2 separate regions of the Capra hircus genome follow, and region 2 is linked to region 1. The links are chromatin contacts, called in public Hi-C maps. All regions are on one chromosome and are shown on one strand. Each heading gives the region's core, a stretch centred on a gene start, on an enhancer-like site or on the middle of the called end of the contact. The rest is flanking DNA. Distances are from core to core; before and after follow the strand shown. Region 1 has its middle 9.5 kb from the start of ZBTB38. Region 2 holds the start of PXYLP1 (2-phosphoxylose phosphatase 1).

Region 1 (3,969 bases), core at 1,133-3,632:
CAGATATGTTTTTCAAATTCTAATTTTTGCCTGAAAGGCCACATTTTATCATTGTCAACAATAATCTCAGTTGCTTCTCTTGAAGTGACAAGCTGACTTTTATTTTCTAGAAAATTTCTACTAAATACCCAAGTCCAAAAAAATCGCTGTTGTCGTCATTCAAATATAAGAGATGCTTTTTAAAAGAGAAACCTAGTGCAGCTAGCAAATCAAACAAGCACAGAATTGCTTTTTGTTGAGCAAGTGACATTTATTACCACCTCCAGGGGAGGAGTCCCACTGCATGGAGGCCAGTAGTTGGTAGAACAACATCTTCCACCAGAGTATCAGCCCCAGGGTGTCAACCCGCTCCATTGTGGCAGGTATTGGTGTTGGCGAAAAGACACAATTCACACGGGCAATGTGTGAACAATGCTTTACTCTTTACCAGTGATGAGAAAGAGCAAGATCAGCTTCACTGATGACAGTCCCCATGGCCAGCGGCTCTGTATGTACTCTTCTTGTGCTACAAGCAAAGGGCCCAATTCTCTCCCTGCTGCAAACAGATACAGCAGTGGGGTTGGTTGGGTGTCACATGATGCACACGGTTAAGCAGAACAAAGAAGTACACATCCAGTCCAGAACAGGAAAAGATATTCCCAAACAATGGGATATGCCCAGCCCAGACTGTGGGAGCTCTTTATATCTTTGTAAGGAAATGTTCTGGGCCCACAGCACACTCTTATACAACAGTACAGGGGTTGAGACTGAGCACGTAACTACCTCTACTAACACTTTTTTCAAGATGAACAGAGTTATTTTGAGATGCAGACGACTTGCTTTATTATAGCTCCCATTCTGTCATACAGAATAACAAAAGGACCCGTACTCCAGGTTCAGAATTGAGTAAAAGGAACACTTTTTTACAACTTCATTAAGAACATTCTGGTAATAGAAGAAACAGGCCCCAAATGGAGTCGCTTGTGCTAAGCCCCAAGTCAACAAACCAAGACTTAATACCTAACCTAACAGCGGTTTCAGCCTCTCCCTGGAATGTGACCTTTAGCCAGTCAGTGTAAAATTTCATGAGCAGCAATGATGAGGTAATCCTGATAAACCCCTGTATTTCACCAAAGGAAGATGATCTTGCTTGAAACTCTGAAAAATGTGTTCCTCTGCCTGTTTAGGCATACATACAGTTCTGTCTTTTGAGACCGCTCACCCCCTTTCACCTATACCCTAACCCTCCCATTTTGCTTCAGTAGCTGTCAGTCACTTAAATGTCCTACAGTTCCCTTTTAGTTCACTCCTTTCCTTCAGTTTTCTTCTTTTCCTCCAAATGGTCCAGACCCTCTTTCTCATTCCAGTCCTACCAATTGCTCCTATTTCAAGCCAGGATGCTCTAAGTAGCTTCCGAGGAGCAAGATGAAAATAGGCAGCAGGGCCCAGATGAGGTGTTGCTGGAGTTTGAGGGAATGAAGCTGGGACTGGAGGGTCTGAGGAAGGGGGCTGACTTTGTACAGAATCCAAGCATTTAAGGATATGTGCTGGACCAGTCCTATATACCCACAGGGCTGGGGCCACTGGAAACATCTTGGGAACTGCAGCAGCAGGTCAGGATCCACAAATTTCTCCCCTCCACGCTACTGTCCACACCTGTCCCCACAGTCCACATCTTCAGTTCCTGCAGCTACTGCTAGAAGAAGCAAAGTTGTGAGACCAACATGGGGAGCCCTGTGGGTTATGCCCTTTATGGCCAGGTCTTCACTTCTTCCCAGTGCAAGACAGGCAATGCAGCATTGGGAATAAGCTTTACCCAAGACCAAGACCATTGGAAGGACTGATGCTGAAGCTGAAACTCCAATATTTTGGCCACCTGATGCGAAGAACTGACTCCTTGGAAAAGACCCTAATGCTGGGAAAGATTGAAGGCAGGAGAAGGGGACGACAAAGGATGAGATGGTTGGATGGCATCACTGACTCGATGGACATGAGTTTGAGTAAGCTCCGGGAGTTAGTGATGGACAGGGAAGCCTGGCGTGCTGCAGTCCACGGGGTCGCAAAGAGTCGGACACGACTGAGCGACAGAACTGAACTGAACTGAAGACCATCGAGCCATCGGCCTCTATTCCCAGGGACGTCCAGAGGTGGGGACAGAGAACGCAGCGGTGGGAGTGCACGGCGGCTTTGGGTCTGGTCGTGCGCGCCAGAGGGAAAGCGGAATAATGCACTGAAAGGCTGCTGCCAGGTCCTTTCCCTCTGACGTCCCGGTTTCTGACTCACTGACGACCCCTGGAGGTAGACAATCCGTAAAACCTCTTCTATTCTCTGAGGCACAGACTCCACCGCCAGGCTCACCCTAACTTCCGCTTTCAGGCAAAGAGCGCAGTTCCGGGGTGGGGCCCCGCGAGGCCTTGTGGGAAATGGAGTCTTGTCAGGAGGATTCTGGGAGTCGTAGTTCCTACTGGTCCTTATGCGCACGCGCATTTTCTTCTTCGCCTCCCTGGGCTTCAGCTGCTCCACCCGGCGGGAAAGAGACACGTGAGCTTATGTGTGGCTGGCCTGTAACTTGCGCCGGTTCTGGCTTTGTCCTCTGGGGAGTCCGCTGGGGCGGGGTCACCAAGTGGAACGTGACGGACGGACTTGGATCTTCTGTCAATTACAATTGCCAGTTGTAATCGGGCAATTACAGCGGCAAGTGATAATCGCCGAGATGCAGGGTGTAGGAGCAGTGCGTAAAGGCTGAGAGGAGGAGGCATCGGAGCCAAAGCTTGGGAGTGTGGAATAGAACCAGGCCCAGGGGCGACGCATTTAAAGAACGGAGCCTCGAGAGCGCAGAGTGCCCAGCGAGCAGGGCCGCGGTCGTGAAAGGACCCCGAGTCCCACGGAGGAGATGGGCGTTATCCCCTGACAGTATAAATCTATTGTGGGTTTCGGCGGGGCACCTACCTAGGCGTCCTAACTTAAGAAGAATAAGGGCACTGTGGCTGCTGTCCGGAGGGGTCTCGAGGGAAGGGCACTGAAGCCCGAGTAGTAGTCCAGGGGAAGGCGATGGGATCGGATGGTGGCAGTGGGCTGAGGGGAGGAGGGGAATGGGGAGAGAGAGGAGTTGAGGATTCCCGCACTTCTCGTGTGGGCCTCCGGCCGGTCTGTAGATTATCTCACTTAGTGAAATTCTTACCCAGAATCTGTTTCAACACCCCACCCACCCTCGCCAAAGGCTTGAGGGGTCCAGGAGTGAGCACACAAGTGCAAATGCATTCACAAAACTATTCAGACATACACTGACACAAAGAACATCCATGCACATAACCACAGGCTGTGTTATACTCACCTTTGTGAGCACACGAGTGTGTAAACAAACACATAGCTGCTCATAACCACATGTTCCCAATACTCCCTACCCCAGACAGAGACCCTAGTAAATGTATCCTTCCTCTCAGCTCAAAGAGCCCTCTGCCCAGAGCTGAGGGTGCCCTGCATGTTGGGCTCCATGTAACCTGCAAACCGAAAGGACACACGTTGATATCCTTGGGCTTCCCTCTGGAAACTTCATACACAGCGTTTATCCTTCCACCCTTCCACACCCATGCCCACTGTGACTCCCTAACCCTTCCTACCTTAATCTTCCTGCCACCCTGGACTGATGTGACAGAGAAATGGGGCTTGAATTTAGCTAAGGGTTTTTCCTGTCTGAATGTGTTTGCCGAGGATCTTCCCAGAGTAATAGTTCTGAAGATATTTGTGTGTGCTAGATTTGTTGGAGATTCCAATGAAAGCTGTGACCCTTCTTCCAAGATAACACACCTCTTTGTATCCACATTATCTGGAAAACAAAATTTAAACCCACCGTGGAGCCCTGGTTAAGAACCTCTGTAGAGGTAGATAAGAAGGTCAGTTTCCTGGTTGTCCCCTCTGGAGTCTTCAGGTGGCTCTAGAAGGGAGAAGAGTAGGCCCCTGAGTTCAAAGAGGAATCAGAGTATGAGGAAG
Region 2 (3,867 bases), core at 180-2,679, 95 kb after region 1:
TTCAAACCACCTGTTTTTTTAAACCCTCTTCCCAGAGATGTCCGAACAGCGACCCAACACCTCCGAGGAGGAATTGTTGCCGAGCCGGGTCCGCAGTCACCCCACGTTTGTGAGGCCGAGCACTGCGTGTTCCACACTCGGGTTCATCCGCAGGCCTTCAGCAAATAGCAACAAATGTCCCCAACTTGTGGAGCCTTCTTGAGGCTCCCTTAGTCGCCCACCCCACGCTTCCCCATTCGCACGCGATCTGATCCCACAACTCTCGTGATTTTACTTTTCGAATGCTTACAAAGCACCCTGTCTTCCCACGAAGGCACTAGCCACCCGGGCAGGGATGTCCTCCCCACCCCCCACCGAAACGCCCCGCCGAAGCGGGTAAAATATGGCTCCAACGCCTCCTGCACCGCTAAACCTTCAACCACCCACCCACCCACCCACAGGTAGGATTCGAAAGACCGCTGCAGCCGCCAAGAACGCGGCCAGCTAGAAGCACATCCAGTTTCGCGTGTATGACAAAGCCGGCTGCTTTAAAAGGCTGCGACCTAGACAAGTTCCCGAGCAAGAGCAACTGCGGGGGCTGGAAACCCCGCAGTCCTGATTTGAGCATCCCGGAACGTTCACCCGCGCGCGGAGCTACCCGTCCGCGGGGCCCCGGGACTCCCGGGGGCGCCTCGCGCAGGTAGCGGCCGGAGTAGCCGGCCCCACCGCCGAGGAAGGCCGCCGAGAACTTGCTGCCGTCTGCTTACCTGGCGACCCGCGGGCTCGCGGCGGCCGGGGAAGGGGGATCTTGCAGGGAAGCTCCAGTTCCGGCTGCAATCAGGCAGCAGGAGTGCGGGGGCCGGGCAGGCGCGGGCCGGAGGGGCGGGACCGCGCACCGAGGCAGACGAGGTGCGGAGCTGGAGGTGGAGAAGCCGGAGGCGGCGGGGTCTAAGGGACGCACCCGCCGGGGGCTGCGGGGCAAGGACTTGGGAAAAGGGCGGAGGGATCCTAGGCCGGGTTAGGGGGCGCTGGGGCTAGGAGAGAGGGCGGCGGATCAGAAGGCGGGGACTGGGATCCGGGCGCGGGAGCTGAGGGGGCGGCTTAGGGAGAAGGAGCGAGTCCGGGGCCGGGGTTTGGGGAAGAGGCGGGGATGGAGGAGGGAGCTTAGTAGCCGGGTTCAGACCGGGTACTCGTAAGCGCGCCCCTGACCTCCCCTGCCCTGCACCCCTCTCCCACCGGAGTCACTGCCCGGTCGTCCCGGCCTTGGCGCGTTCGGAAGACCCGCTTGGTGTCCGAGCCCGAACCCCAGGACACCCGCCCACCTCGAGCCTCAGTGGGAGGCTCCGCTCAGCCTCAAAGGCAACCGCCTCGACCGCGGCCCGCGCGGCGCTCACCGCCCATGGTCCCGGCCGGGCCCGGCTCCGCCGCAGGGCGCCCGGTTCCGCGCTCGCCGCCCGCTCGGCCGGGCGCAGCGGGAGGCGAGGGCGGCGCGCACCGACTTCGGGCAGCGCGGCATCTCGCAGCGCCCCCTACTGACCTCGCGGCGCTCGGGGCTCGGCCCGCCCCGCGCTGGGCGCCCTCGAGCTCCGCCCCGGAGGCGGCGTTGCGGTGCGGCCCGGCACGCTAGAAGGGAGCGGTGGAGAGGACACTGACCGGAGGAGGCCAATACAGGCCCCAGGGACGGGACAACCATCGGAGATCTCGGCGGGCGAAAGTCGCGGTCACGGCATGCTGAGTGCGCGGCACCGCGGCCACCTGAGCGCAGGGCCTCTGCGCGCCTAACTACGCCGGACTCGGGATCAGGAGTGGACGCACGCCTAGGTCGAGTGTGCAGACACGACCCGGGCCCGGAGCCCTAGTGTGGGGTGCCCGTGGGCCGTGGGCCTGACCCGGCGCTACCCGGGGTCCGGTGCTGAGCTGGTCGTCCGTTTTGGGGACTCACCGTTACTGGCTGACTGCAGCCTCATAGACCCAAACTGTCACAATCCTGGCCACCTTGTCCTCCCCACCACCACCACCCCCGCCCCCAGCATACTCCACGTTCCCTTCCGGCCCCAACCACATCCGGCCCTGTGTGTCAACTCTAGACCTCCAGGCTGCTCCCTCCGGGTGGCCTCTAGGTGCCCTGCGGAGGTCGCCATCCTGGCAGCCTCCATCCCCACCCCTTCTCTGAGCTACCGGAAAGCCATTGGGCACTTGACTGATTTCTGAAACTCTGTTAGACACACTTGAGGCTTGCAGTTGAACTTGATTTGATACTTTATGGGGGCGGGTGGGGGGAAGGGTCATTTCTCTCAAATGTTGGGCTCTAGCTAGTGGGGAATACTACTTGATTTCTCTGCGCAAGATAAACTGACCAGCTGTTACTGTCAGAGAGGCCTTTGGTATCGGTTCCAGGACTACAGTGACCCCTACGTACCTTAGAGCAATTGGTCTTGAGCAAAATGGGCTCCTAAGTATATACTGTTGACCTTCTGAGCATACTTTCTGGAGCCGTTTCTCACATGGCCTCTTCTCTCGTTCCTGTACTGGTGGCTCCCAAATCCACACTCAGCACGGAGATGTTACCCACATTTCTACCGACTCTCTGGCTTTCTGCTCAGAACTTTCCATCTCAGTTCAGCACTCCCAGCACCAAATTCTATCTCTTGCCAGCTCCCAAGTTTATCTTCTCAATGGTCTCACAATGTTCACAGTCTCCTGCTTTGCCTTTCTCAGCTGAAAGCTCAAGATCCAGGGAGCCTTAGCTTCTAAACCCTGATAACCTGCCTTTCTCTTCCCATTCCTGGGATGCCAGGTTGTGCTCAGCTCCTTCCTGCCCGGACCTCTGACATATGAACTGCACCTCCCGGGACAAATTGTTTCACTGTCCCCTTTAGCATCACCCAGATTCTCCCACCTGGCTCTCAGACCACCCTACCTACCCAACACCTCTCCTCCTTTCCTTCACAATCCCACTGGCTATCCTCTCACTAAGTCCAGGCTCTACACCTTCCTTGGTGCTGGCTGCCTCTTCCCTGCATGAGCTAGGGCACTTTCTGCTCTAAATCAGGGGTCCCCAAACCTGAGTAGGAGCTGGGCAGCACAGCAGAAGGTGAGAAGCACTGCAAATGAGCAAAGCTTCGTCTGTTTACCAGTCACTCCGCATTGCTCACGTTACCACCTGAACTCTGCCTCCTGTCAGATCACCTGCAGCATTAAATTCTCATAGGAAAATTATCACAATGTAATAATAATAGAAATAAAGCACACAATAAATGTAATGCACTTTAATCATCCTAACCCTGCCCCCTCCCCACTCTGTGGAAAACTTGTCTTTCACAAAACTGGTCCCTGGTGCCAAAAGGTTGCTAGGGGGACTTCCCTGGAGGTCCAACGGCTAAAACTCTGACCTCCCAATGCAGTGTTCCCGGGTTTTATTCCCTGGTCAGGGAACTAGATCCCACATGCCACAACCAAAGATCAAGATCCTGGATCCAGCAACTAAGACCTGGGACAGCCGAATAAATTAATTTTTAAAAAGGCTGCTAAGGACCGCTGCTGTAAATGACAGACAACCCAATTTGCACATACTTAAACAAGAAGGAATTGATTGACTTACGTAAATTAAAAGCTCAGGGCACATCTGCTTCATGCCTGGATTTAGGTCCAGAAACTAAAGCCTTCAGGGATGCTCTATCTCCCAGCTTTGCTTCCTTCCATGTGAGCTGTACTCTGAGGCTCTCTGCAAGACCCCAGCAGATCTAGGCTCACAACCTCACAGCCACAAGACCAGCAGAAAACTGCTTCTCCTTGCCCACCATTCCTGCAAGCCTTGGGCCTGACTCTGGTTGGGTCACCTGTCCACCCTGTCCTCCCAGCCACTGTGACCCCATGGTGGTTCTGTCT

Evidence for each region. Hi-C and Micro-C count contacts between places; a contact is called where the count stands out from the background.
Region 2: a Hi-C map of blood shows a contact between it and region 1, with 4 times the contacts expected there. The contact joins the promoter of PXYLP1 here to the enhancer-like site in region 1. A contact is called at or near these places in 2 of 5 Hi-C or Micro-C datasets (both in blood).

The regions. Positions count from the first base shown.
Region 1 is chr1:127,197,694-127,201,662 of ARS1.2, forward strand. No RefSeq gene overlaps it. Among named protein-coding and RNA genes, the nearest start is that of ZBTB38, 9.5 kb to the left of the region's middle. Within about 2 kb of position 2,383, at least 5 of the 5 cell types and tissues checked have an H3K27ac peak or open chromatin away from gene starts, as enhancers often do.
Region 2 is chr1:127,293,747-127,297,613 of ARS1.2, forward strand. It overlaps PXYLP1 (2-phosphoxylose phosphatase 1), which reads right to left and starts at 1,430. Exons shown (of 7, transcript XM_018049770.1): 1 at 1,374-1,430; 2 at 747-896.